2 separate regions of the Mus musculus genome follow, and region 2 is linked to region 1. A link is a contact called in public HiChIP or PLAC-seq data. All regions are on one chromosome and are shown on one strand. The core of a region is the stretch at or near the end of the contact, and the rest is flanking DNA. Distances in the headings are between cores, read along the strand shown. Region 1 overlaps Bcat1 (branched chain aminotransferase 1, cytosolic). Region 2 overlaps Lrmp (lymphoid-restricted membrane protein).

Region 1 (6,426 bases), core at 1,397-3,896:
TAGATTAAGATTCAAATCCAGAGTTTATCTCCCAACCTGACCCTTTATTTGGCATTTAACACATAATGTATAGTATCTGTCACTTCCATGTGGTTAGTATTTCATCTTTCCAGGGCAATCGCTTCAATTCCAAGATAATCTTAAAACATAAGACAATTCTTCCAACTGACTGTGCTGTCTGGAGGAGTCCATGGACAGGAAAGACAGCCTGAGGTAAATACTGCTACATGCTGCCCAAATCAGGCCTGGCTTCCGAAAGGGTTTCAGCATGGAGAGACAGAAAGTACACTTCTATGTTCATTCTTAGAGTAAACATGTACTGAAAATACCTACTATGTGCTGGGCTTTGAGGATGCAAAGATCTAGAAGGCACAGGACCCCTAGTCTCATAGCAGCGCAGTGAGCAGCCAGTTATAGTTACGTAAAAAGGGCAGTGCGGACAACCAGCCTCAGACACCTTGGGTGAGATTAGTGCAGACCGTGATACGAAGAAGGGACAGTCACCTTAGCGTGGACCCAGGGACCAACGGAGAAAAGAAATCCAGGTGACCGAACTTTTGATTAAAAAACAAAAACAAATCATGGTAGGACGCCTGTCAATCACCCCAGCATCCAGAAGGCTGAGGGAGACGGGAAGGCTGCTCTGAGTCTGAGACCAGCCGGGGTGAACATTAGGGAACACCAGGCCAGCAGGGCTGCATGGGGAGCCCAAATCTGCCCCAATTAGAAACAAACAAACAAAAAAAAAACAACCAAAACAAAAAACAAAAGAACCTCACCAGCAAAAGAAACAAAGTGTCCTGCTCTGAGAGTGCCCATGAGTCACAGGGAGGCCGCCTGTGACATTTCCTCAGTAGCCCTTCCAGCACATAGACATCTTATTGGTTTGGGAACCCATTCTCCTACTAAGGATCTGGTACAGGGTGAGGGAGACTACAGTAAGCAATTGCTACCATGTATATAGGTGGCATTGAACACTGGCAACTTTCTGTGGCTCAAGGAAAAAAACCTCATTTGGTAACACATGAGGAACGCGACTACAATGTGCAAGACTAGATGGTCACAGGTGGTCCCAGCTCGAGGGCAGGAGTCGCTCTTCTGTGGCACCGTCACCGATACCCTGAGCTTTGCCGTCAGGGTAGCTCGATTGTCCAGTCACTCTCCACCCTTCCATACTGAAACAAAAGCAAAAACACGTGCTTCAGTCTAAAAGCGAGCAGCTCAACAAAACCCCACAGGCTCCATCAGCTGCAGCAGGGGCTCTGCAGCTAAGAGCTCGGACTGATCTTCCAGAGGACCTGGCTTCTATCAGCACCTGGGTTCAAAAGTCTTTAATTCCCGCTCCAGCGGATTCAACACCCTCTCTGTTTCATGTGCACATACCACCCCCTCTATTCCCATAGACACATAATTAAAAATAAAAGCGAATCTTCTAAAAAAAGAAAATGAGTGTGTTGGCACCTACCCGTAGTCCCAGCACTTGGGAGGTGAAGGCAGTAAGGATCGACAGGCATTTAAGGCTAGCCTGGACTGTAAAAGACTATCTCAATCAATCAATAAAATGATAATGGCCTCAGGATGAACCTGCAGCTTCCTTTTCCTACTCCATGAAACAAGAGCCCATTCCTCACACCCCTTTCCCTGATGCCTGAAGCCCAGGCTCCTGCTGCCCCGAGGCAGGCATGGTGGTATTAATAATATTCATCTTGTTAGGATACCATGGAAGAATTTGATGCTTGCTGTGATGTGATGTCTGCCGTGTCTCTTCAATAGCTCTGGTTTGAAGGCTCTGTCCCCAGGGTGGAGCTACCAAATGATAGCAGAACTGAAGCTGTGGCCTTGGCCCTTAGCTCACTAGAGCCATTGCCTTTCACTGCATAGAAACCTGCCACCTACCTGCCAGTCTCAGAGACCAGACCAATGTCTAATCTCTAAAACTGTGAGCTAGACAAACCTTTTCTCGTTATAAAATGACTACCTCAAGTATGTTGTTTAATAATATGAAACCTATCAATGCCATATTGTTTAAGACATTTCCCGTCTCTTCCTATATGTAAATACACAAAAGTAACACATGAGCTGTATTTAAAAAAAATTATCTTGGCATCTCATTCCTTCTTTCAATGAAGAAATATTACTGTCTGTATACTCTACCCAAGACTTGTGCTAATCCCAAGGGACATAAAGAGAAGTTTAAAACAAAGCAAAACAAACAAACAAACAAACAAACAAACCCAAAACCCAAGCATTCAAGCAGCTCTAGGAGGGACGGGTGTGACTGAACTTTGGAGTCTAGGTAGCTCAGGAGGTATTTAAAAGCTTTCCACAGGAGGTGTGCCGCACATGCTCTGGGGGAACTCTGGAAGGTTCAGGGCCAGCCTGGTCTACACAGTGGGACCCTGTCTTAAAAACAAATCCAATGAAAAGGTTCCTACAGGGATTGAACACTGAAGGACAGACAGCCATGACCTTATAATGCAACCACGTTGTAGGAGGCTCAGCAGAGACGTGGCCTCATGAAACAAAGGTGCTTTTGCCCCGCCCCCCACCCCCAGAGTGGGAGCTGGGAGTGTAGGGTGGGTGGAAACAGGAGAGCAGGCGACATGGAGAGCTAGTGCCTCTCCCTCCTCATTATAAAAAGAAGGGGTGGGGCACAAAACAATCTTGTGTTGGGACTGTGCCCTTTGCAGGAGGTAAAGTGAAGGTCCCGTAAGCTAGCACCCAGGGACCAATGTGGATAATTAGCTACACCGGACAAGTACTTATCCTAATATTCAAAAGTTTATACATCTGAGGTTTCAAAAATTCCCCCTGGGTCATACTGGCAAGAACTTGGGTTTTAATTTTTCTTTTGTGGGTTTTTTTTTAACTCTTGTCTTTAATTTTGTGGAACACTTTGTAGGGAAACATCATGTTTCTGTGTAACACCCAAAGAGATCAAATGTCAAACATGATGTAACATCAGACTTCTTTTTTCCCCCTCAGTAATTACTAAAATTATTTTTCTTGGAAACAGGCGAGCTAGTCACTTGGCTAACAGCACCAATTTGCCATCTTGTCAGAGGATAATTTGGAGACTTGAGGACACAAGCATAAAATAATTGAGGGAAGAAGATGTGGTTTTGATTATGGACGGAAGGCCCTGTTGCTTAACGCACTGGGGGACACGGGGGTGTGTGCTTGTGACTGACTCCGAGTCATCTCTGATCTCCTGTGCCTGTGGTTACGACCTTTGTCTTTGTTCAGTATGGATTCTGAGTGGACGGGGGGGGGGGGGGGGGGGGGGCTCAGACTTGCAAAATGTGTGATGACTGTGAACTTCTGATCCCCATGTCCACCCACCAAGTGCTGGATTACCAGCATGTGCCTGCAACCGGAAATACTCTACTTCCCCAGGCCTGACGTTGGATTTAATGTCACCGTCCCTGAAGCACATAAATCAAGAGGGGAAAGTTTGGGTTTTCTCAACCGCTCTACCACATGTGTCTGTTATTTATTTTTTTCCTTTTTCCAGTGTGTGTGTGTGTGTGTGTGTGTGTGTGTGTGTGTGGTGTTGTAGGCGTGTCTATATGTGTCTGGACATGTGGACATGTAGATACATATATATATATGTGCACGTGCATGCAAAGTCCTAAGGTTGACACTCTTCTTCCTTATTCACAGAGATAGGGTCACTCAATCAAGCCCAGAGCGCATGGATAAGGCTGGTTGAACTGGGCAGATTGCTTTGGGGATCTCCTGGCTTTCTTTCAGAATCACCAGGTGGGTTGTCATGTCATGCAGCAATCTACATAGGATTCTGGGTACCTGAATTCTGTGGGTGACAAGCATTTAAGCACTCATCCCCTATGTGCGTCTTTTCAATTTTAACCTTTAAAAAAAAAAATCAGGTCTCACTATATAGCCCTGTTGAACGCCAACTCCCGATGTAGACCAGGCTGGCTTTGAACTCAGAGATCCCTTGCCCATCCCTCCAAAGTGCTGGGATTAAAGGTGTTCTCCTCACCAACTTTCTTATAAAAGATCTCTATGGAAAGCACCTCACTGGTGTAAAACAATAAGTAACTATTCTCTTTCCTTCTTTATTAGTTATTAGTTTTGGCTTTTTAAGACAGGGTTTCATATAGCCCAGGCTAGCTTGGAAGTTCATTTGGTGGAGGATGGCCTCTGGTCTCCTGAACTCCAGATGTAGTGAGATTACAAATGTGACCAGCTGTCTGGTGTGAGAGGCTGGGGCCTGACCCCAAGGCTTTGTGCCCAGTAAGCAAGGACTCCACCAAATGAGCTCTGTCCCCAGCCTGAGAAACTCGGGAGAGAAAAGCAGGTGGCTTATTATATAGAAAAAGCAGGTAACAAAATTGTGTTTAATTACAACTATCTTGTTGGAAAATATAAGTAAACAGGTAAATGCTTATATAATATTGGAGTTATAAACATTCAAAACTTAGAATTAACAGTAATTGTATCTAAGTGCTAGATCCATGGGTAAGTTTAATTCCTCTTTCTTTCTTCCCCCCTCCCCCAGCTCTGGTTATTGAGACATGACCTGACATTACCACATGGTAGGTTAAGACAGCACCACTATATTCCAACCCTGTCTCCTATTTTTAATATATTTTCCATTTTTACAATAACATGTTATACTCTTAAATCAGAATTTTAAAGTATTGAAACACATTTATTCTGGAATGCTAGCTGACACCACATCCCTCATGAGTACTCCACTTCCACACCCCCCACCCCCCACCCCACCCCCCACCCCCTCCCCGCCTTCTCTCTTTCATCTCCGGTCTTACTCAACTCTGCTTATTCTGTCAGGAATATCTTCCTTAAGTTTAAATTACTCGCCCTGAATCACACCACTTCATCTCTTTCCTTTGTGGTTCTACTATGTGGAGGACATAATGCTTTAGCACTAAACTTGGGCTATCTCACTGACCACAGCCTGAGCCCTAGAGGGATTTTTTTTTTAATATTTTTTTCTTTTACGTATCTGAGTATTTTGCCTGCATGTATGAATGTGCACCATCCATGTGGAATGCCAGAGGCACACAAAAGAGTGTACCAGAACTCCTGGAGCCAGAGCTGTGAACTGATTGATATGGGTGTGCTGAGACATGAAATGAACACAGGTCCGCTACAAGAGCAGCAAACGCTCTTATCCCCTGAGCCATCTCATCTCCCCAGCTGGCCCCCAACCCCAGGTGGTGAAGATGGCTACCTGGATATCAGTCAGCTTTCCCAGGATTCGACTTGCAAGCTTGGGGCCATTCTCCATCGTTGGAATATGCAGCATCTGAGGAAGGAAGGAGAAAGGAGTCTGAGGGGGAGAGGCGCGCATGGTGGGACCAGGAAGACCGGAGTCTGAGGGGGAGAGGCGCGCATGGTGGGAACAGGAAGACCGGAGTCTGAGGGGGAGAGGCGCGCATGGTGAGAACAGGAACACTGGAGTCTGAGGGGGAGAGGCGCGCATGGTGGGAACAGGAAGACCGGAGTCTGAGGGGGAGAGGCATGCATGGTGGGAACAGGAAGACCATTCCTACAACAGGAAGGCAATCCCACCAGACCAAGGGAGGCACCTGACATACTGCCAACACATGCTACCTCCCTAACCTGAGCTTTTTCTTTTTCCATTTTTTTATTAGATATTTTCTTCATTTATATTTCAAATGCTATCCCAAAAGTCCCCTATACCCCCCCCCCGCTCTGCTCCCCTACCCACCCACTCCCGCTTCCTGGCCCTGGCATTCCCCTGTACTGGGGCATATGATCTTCCCAAGACCAAGGGCCTCTCCTCCCATTGATGGCAAACTAGGCCATCCTCTGCTACATATGCAACTAGAGACACAGTTCTGCGGGGTACTGGTTAGTTCATATTGTTGATTCTCCTACTTGAATAAAAAAGTCAATTAATGACAACATATTCATTTCCTACCAACTCAACTGAAAGCACAAAAGGTTTGGAAATCATTCTTCAGGGTGGTTTAAGGAATTCAGAATAGGGCTGGTGAGATGGCTCAGTGGGTAAGAGCACTGACTGCTCTTCCGAAGGTCTTTGAGTTCAAATCCCAGCAACCACATGGTGGCTCACAACCATCTGTAATGAGATCTGACCCACCTCTTCTGGTGCTGTCTGAAGACAGCTACAGTGTACTTATCTATAACAAAAAATAAATCTTTGGGACAGGGTGAGCGGGGTTGACTAGAGCAAGCAGAGGCCCTAAAAGTCAATTCCCAACAGCCAGATGAAGGCTCACAATCTGTACAGTGTGTGCACATAGACATAAAGTAAATAAATAAATCTTTAAAAAAAAAAAAAAGGAATTCAGACTAGAAGGGGTCCCTGAAACAGTAGACTAACTCAACCCAGGAGTCTAAGAATCCACAGGATGGATAATTGCCCCCTACTGAACACGCTGGCAAGGA
Region 2 (6,426 bases), core at 2,827-5,326, 170 kb after region 1:
GCAGCAGCGCAGATGTGAAAACTGACCGTTGTGCTAGTTGTATCGGGGAATAAGAGTTACTTTGGTGTGCAAAAGAAAGAAAGAAAGAAAAAAAGCAAGACAGTGTGGTTTCTGCACTGACTTAGGCAGCGGGGAGGGAGAGCAGTGGTAACATGTACAGATTGGTTTGACCTATGGCCGTTATCTTTGTGTAGGAGAATCCTGGGGACAAAGCAGGGTGAGCACCGCCCCTCGCTGCATCGCTTCATCAGCACCTATTCCTGGGCCGACGCTGAGGACGAGAGAAGTGACGTGAAGTAGGTGACTCACGGGGTGTCTGTGACATGATGTGAGCTGAGGTGTGCTGAGTGGTGGCCACTTCAGCTCAGTGGAGACAAGGGCATCAACTGGCAAAGCCTCAGCTGTGAACCGCTTTATAAATGTCAGTTGGGAACAGAGTGGCTCCGCCAGCCCTCAGGATGGCAACCTTTTAAGTTAAATAATTCCTTGGAATTTCCCAGACCTAGGCATGCCTATCATCAGAGCCATAGAAGGGAAATCACCACCTTAGAGTGCTAACATGGGGAACGGATACAGAACACATTTACATGTACAACATATGGCCCTTTGTGATGTGTGTACTCATCTGTCTTGCATAAAGGAGGGCCATTTGGTTCTCTGCTCAGCAATGTTTGTCTTTTTGATGAATGGGGGCTGCTATGTATCCCTAGCTGGCCTCAAACTAATAGCAATCTGTCCCATCTCAGCCTCCTGAATGCTGGGATTACAGGTGTCACCACCAAAGCTAGCAAATTTAGTAAGTTAAAATATGCTGCGTGCTTCCATAGTGAAAAGCAGAGCAGGGAAGATGAGTGGCAACGTTTCGCATCACGCTGCCTCCTCGCCCCACCTTGCTTTTCCGTTTTGACACCTGTTAAATCATCTCCCTCAGATCTCTTCTTCTGAGGTGACTTCACATTCACAGAGCGCCTCCAGCATCCTTCCTCAGTCCCGAGCAGCAGGAAGAGACACCATAGGCATCTTGCACATCCCGGGATCCTGTGGCATGTACTCCCCCTTAGATATAGTGGTGGATCTGTTGTGAGCCACGTGGGGAGCATGCCCAGTGCCTCCTTCAGAGACCGTTTGCTTAAAGCTCCTACTCAGGCTTTGTAAACAGAGACTGAGATCAGGAACTCACCAGAGTGTGCCTCAGGCCCCTCCTCAGACACTGTCCTCTTTGGCAACTGGGAGTGTTGAGCTAAGGATTTCCAAATTCATATCCAACCAGGAGCCCTCAGTTACAGAAGTAAGTTTGCTTAGGTGGAGGGAGCCCTGCCTAGGTTATGATTTAAAATAGACTCCATGTAGCCTCCTTGGCTTTAACTAGCTTAGCATTCAGAATATGTTCAGATGCCTTTAATACACATAGCCTGTATTCCATGTTAGCACTGATCCAAAACACGATCAAAAAGAATCCAAAAGTGGAGGAGCCCGCCTGGGATCCCTGCTCTGAGGAACGGAGACAGGAGAGTCTCCCCAAGTGTGAGGCCAGCCAGGGCTGACCATGAGACTCTGTCTCAAAACAAAGAAAAATTTCTACTACAAATGCACTCAGCTGCTTGTAGAAGATATTGAAATATGATAATAAACTTCTATTAAGTATTCATCATTTCAAGAAATGTGTTATCAACATACTTTTAAAAATGTGGTTACAGATGTGCATATACATCCATGCTATTGATTAGAGGAGGCTAAGACTGACTTCTGTAATTCTTCCTGAACCTCCCCTTGTGGGTCTCACCTGACCATTATACTACACAGATGTTATTTTAAATTCCAGTAAGTTTTGTGAGCGAATATTTAGAATGTGATATTTCTGAGCACTCTGAGTTATGAGTGAATCTTGTCATTAGTGTCAAAACTTACTTGCAGAGCCAGAGACGCCCCAGAACCACAAGGCGAAGAGGCAGTGGAGGGGACCAGGAAGCCCAGCCTTTCTGAGAGGAGAAGCAGCACATTGGCCTGGGACAGGGGCACAATGTAAGCTGTGCTTACTGAGGGCAGGGGTGGGGGTGGGGCAGGGGGCGGGGCGGGGCGGAGGCGAGGCGGGGGATGGAGGGCACTGGGCTAAGCTTACTGATCAGACTGCTTTATAGAAGGGCCCCACCTAACAGTTTTACACCAGGCAGGAACTTGACCTCGGTCCAGGCAGCCTTGGCTTGGAGCCAGGCCTTCCCAGTCTCTGGCTTCAGCAGCTGCTTTTAAGGGCAGTGAAAGCCCTGGCTTGGGCGGACTGTGGAGGCTAGGGCGGAGGTTAATGAGGCAGATGGAAACCTTGGGTTTTCTTTCGTTTGAACGGGAGCGCAGAGGGCTGCAGACTGTAGTGGGAAGTACACTAACCCTGCTTTGCTTGACTGAAGGATGAGGTGGATGCATGTTAGAAGTTCGTGCGTGCCTACATTACGTCTTTAGGGTTGAGGCAGGCCTAGTTCTTTCCAATAGTTATCAATGTTGGGGAGCAGGCTGTGCCCCAAGCCAAGAGCTCCATCCTAGCGTGCATCTAAGGCAGCGCTATTTGGCACTCAGAGACCAGTGTCCCCTGAACGAAGGAGAGTCTCCAGGCCCCACTCAGTGACCACCCTCTCCGTCTGTGCCCTCCCCACAGCTGCAGCTCAGTGGCTTCCTGGGTCACTCACCTGCAGGCGTCCTTCAGAAGAGCCAACAGAGCACTCTGGCTCACGGGGCTCATCATCATACTGATCGCAGCGCTGATGAGCTTCCTCACAGGTCAGCTCTTCCAGACAGCCGTGGAGGCTGCGCCCACACAGGAGGGGGACTCCTGGCTGTCTCTAGAACACATCTTATGGCCATTTACCAGACTCGGGCATGATGGACCACTGCCAGTGTGACTGACGTGCAGCTCAATGTACCCTTGGATTTTAACGTTTCCTTCTGAGATTTGTAAATTGGTAACTTTTTTTTAGTAACTATAGTGCAAAGCTAGGGTCCTCAGCAGCTGGGATCTTTTTATTCCCCAACAAAAGCACAGGGGACTACAAAAGGGAGGGGACCCCACCTAGGGTATTTTAATGAGCTTTCTGAGTGAGAGGCATCAGACTTTATTGAGATGTATCCAAATAAAGACCATTCAAATCTTTGTGCAGTGTGGCTGGAACGCCTGGTGCTCTTAAATCACTTTAGCGGCTGACTGGAAAGATACCTGATTCCTCTCGGTATAAGGGTCCACCATGCTTACACACGCTGTAAGGGCTAGGAATAGCTAGGAATAGCTGAGGACGCGGATAGACAGCAGCATGTAGCACACTGAGTCGATGAACTGGCAGTTCGAATGCCTGACCCTCTCCATTGCCACGGGGGAGGCGAAGTCCTTCATCATGTGGTACAAGGTGGAGTGGAACTCGGTGCCCTCCCTGAGGGCCTCCGAGAACTTGTCGTTCTCTTCCTGCATCTTGAGCATCTGCGCTCTGTCACCACTGAACATGAGGAGCGACCAGGTATGGTGCTCTGTTTCTTCTGACAGTTGTTCCCTCACCTAGAAAGAGAACGTGAATTCTGGGATTGCCAAACATACACAAGGAAGGAAGATGGAACTGCTGGGTACCCAAATTACCCAGCTTGCAGATAAGTCTCTCATGAGGTAGACCAGGCTGGCTCAGCCTCCCCAGTGCTGGAAGGAAAGGAGCATGTTGGCAAACATAGCAAAAGGCACTCTGCGTGCTGTGGTTCTGAACTGCTTTAAACCATGAAGCATCTAGCAAGCATTGGTTGGTACCCGGGTGCCTATGCTGTGCCCAGCTACCGCTCTGGGAGATGAGGGCGCAGCGGGCACCCAAACCAGAGACACTGGTTGCATCAGTGAGACCCAGCTCTCAAGGAGGCTGTACTCAAGTAGGGAGCAACAAGGAAAGCTTTACAGCTTTACAGCTCATGGGTGGAGTTCGGGAATGGAGCTGGGGGGTGGAGCTTGGGCGGAGCTCAGGGGCGGAGCTCAGGGGTGGGGCACTTGGTACACAACGTGTATGAGACCCTGGCTTCCCACACAACTCGGAGAGAAACTCAGTCAACCTTGAGCATGAAAACAGTGTCCTTCCTACTCATACACAGTGATGTGTCAGAAGTTATGCTGAATGCCTGGCCTCCGTAGAGGGCTATGAGCCACACAGACACTCCCACACACATGGTTTTCCTGTTTGCTCTGGAGTCAACACAGACACAATGGCACGGCATTTGGCACTATAGTGGTGAAGGTCTGAGAGGCTAGAACTCAGAACTTGAGAACTTGGTTTTGAATGCTCATTTCACATCTTTGAGAGGTGGAGGGGGCCACACCCTCCCTCCCTTCTCGGGTGTTTTCTAGGTTCTGGGTTTGCACACTTTACCCGAATCACAACCCTTGTGGAATTGCAGACCATGTTCCACTTGCTCCAGCCAAACGAGAAGGCAGAGCTCAGCAGGGCCATTTGCCGATAGGCCTTCAACTCCACCTGGGGTACCTGTCCACGGGAGGATACGTACAGTCAGTCTTACAATGTCCCGCAAGCGTCGTCTCCATCAGACCTCTCTGTAGTCTGTCCTTCAGACAGAAGGGTTCGTTTCAAGGTTGAAATCGGATTCTGTGGCTCTACTCTCAAAATTAGGCAATGGTTTTCCCTTTCTGCACACCCCCTAAGGTGAAGAGTGTCCACTAAGGCTGTTGTGAGCTGACCTCTGTGAGCCGACCCCTACCGTTGCATCCTTCCTAGCCTAGCGTAGGCAGAGCAGACCAGACCGAGGGCTGCTCTCCCAGGGTGTGGCTGCAGCTGTGCTTTCCACCTAGCGAGCCTCCTCCCCAACACCCCCTGAGGCATACCCACCTCACTCTCCAGCTCTGATGGCCACACACCTTGCGGTCCAAGGCTCTACGCGGCACCCTGCTGAGGACTGTGTGTGGTCCTACTTTTCAGGACCATTTCAATTATGTTCCTTTCTCTGGTAGAAGGTTGCTCCCAGGGCAGGGGCAGGAACAGAGCAGTAAGTACAGTTAACTCTGCAAACCTTTCTACCTATGCATTTACGTCCAGACCCTCAGGACACGATTGACAGGTGTTACGCAGTTACTGACAGGCGAAAGGGCCCCAGAGAGTGGTGGCGGTGTTCTTGGGTACAGAGCTCTTCTGCCTACAAATCTGAGCACTTGCGTTTCCATTTATCACCACGGGGCTTTACCAGGTGCCTGCACTCTGGGGCCAGGCTGGCTGCTAGAGCCATCTGCAAGCCCTATTCTCTAGGAGCCCCAAATTCACACAGGAACTCATGAGCCAAGTCCCTGGAGCAGCACAGAACAGCACACAGCCATGGGGACGTGTTTGTGTGGGCTGGTGGTCCCTGCATGAAAACGAAGACAATGCACAGCAGTGACGGTGTGGACCGCAAACCCCCCTCACCACACTGCTGATCTTAGCTGAGAGGAACCTGGGTTCCTGGTGTTTTCCCTGACACAGTTGAACTGCAGCAGCGTCCTTGGTTCCCACTACATTAAATTTAGAGAGATACATTCTTGCCTTATTGTTGATGACCACATAAAAATGGGAGTATACAGCAGGGAAGATGTTCAGCCCGGCCTCTTTCAAAGCCAGAATGAAGGGTATAGGAGCCATCCATTTTCCTTTTAGATGAAACTCGAGTCCCTTGCCCCTCAGTTTCACTGAAGCCAGCATGCAGAGGTTTTCCTGAGTTTCAAGAAGAGAAAGGAAACCATTATTCCAGCTTTAGTGCTCTTTAGACCACCTCTGAAACCCTAGGCTACACCACACTAAATAATGCCTCTGGTCTGTCTTGGGACTCTTCTGGAAGCTGGGCCACAGGACCCCAGCACTGCCCAGGAAGCTCACAAACTTTCCAAGCTCCCTCTGGGTGCTTGAGGGATTAAAAGTGGTGTCTCAGATCTTTCTATCTTAAAAGATGTGAACGCACTCTGCTCGTTCTGAATTAAAACGGCCATTGAGGCAAGCATGATTGTCCTTCTAAGAAGTATTCTTAACGCATGCTCTAACTGCCCGGTTTTGAAGGGACACAGGGTTGGTATTTATGCACCCTCCCTGTGAACAGTTACTGCCATTTAACCTAGTATATCTAAGAGATCTCAGGATCTATTAGGTGCAAAAATGAGGTCAATTTTTTTTTCATACCAAATGCTCAAAATCTAACACATATTTCACAGTTGCAGCAGACGTCAGTTTGGACCAGCTGCATCTTATTTAAGAGCTTAATCATCACCCGCAGGAGGTGAGCTGTAAAACCTGACTCTGCCGGCTACTTTGGGCATTGCATGCAGTTGGTACACATACATGCAGGCAAAAACACAGCATAACAATAAACAAACACTCAGTAGACGTCAGCCCTGCACAGAGCCTCCTGGCCACAGGGACAGGGTGTTTGGAAGCC

The links. HiChIP or PLAC-seq counts read pairs in DNA pulled down with a chosen protein or histone mark.
Region 2: an Esrrb HiChIP or PLAC-seq map of embryonic stem cells shows a contact between it and region 1, with 4 times the contacts expected there. The contact joins two enhancer-like sites. A contact is called at or near these places in 11 of 39 promoter capture datasets (the 3T3-L1 cell line, 3T3-L1-derived adipocytes, the C10 cell line and 7 more), 23 of 484 Hi-C or Micro-C datasets (B cells, the Ba/F3 cell line, the C2C12 cell line and 13 more), 7 of 115 datasets of contacts at active chromatin or transcription factors (bone marrow-derived macrophages and embryonic stem cells) and 1 of 9 other capture datasets (embryonic stem cells).

What each region holds. Positions count from the first base shown.
Region 1 is chr6:144,999,130-145,005,555 of GRCm38.p6, forward strand. It overlaps Bcat1 (branched chain aminotransferase 1, cytosolic), which reads right to left. Exons shown (of 11, transcript NM_007532.5): 10 at 5,222-5,296; 11 at 1-1,175. The coding sequence ends at 1,134. Among named protein-coding and RNA genes, the nearest start is that of Gm26666, 45 kb to the right of the region's middle. Within about 2 kb of position 2,647, at least 52 of the 459 cell types and tissues checked have an H3K27ac peak or open chromatin away from gene starts, as enhancers often do. A contact at or near this core is called in embryonic stem cells, where this site is marked.
Region 2 is chr6:145,171,790-145,178,215 of GRCm38.p6, forward strand. Lrmp (lymphoid-restricted membrane protein) reads left to right here. Exons shown (of 19, transcript NM_008511.4): 17 at 195-296; 18 at 1,915-2,022; 19 at 2,648-3,139. The coding sequence ends at 2,891. It overlaps Casc1 (cancer susceptibility candidate 1), which reads right to left. Exons shown (of 16, transcript NM_177222.4): 14 at 5,544-5,711; 15 at 4,383-4,496; 16 at 3,083-3,535. The coding sequence ends at 3,263. Among named protein-coding and RNA genes, the nearest start is that of Gm15543, 7.3 kb to the right of the region's middle. Within about 2 kb of position 4,077, at least 52 of the 459 cell types and tissues checked have an H3K27ac peak or open chromatin away from gene starts, as enhancers often do. A contact at or near this core is called in embryonic stem cells, where this site is marked.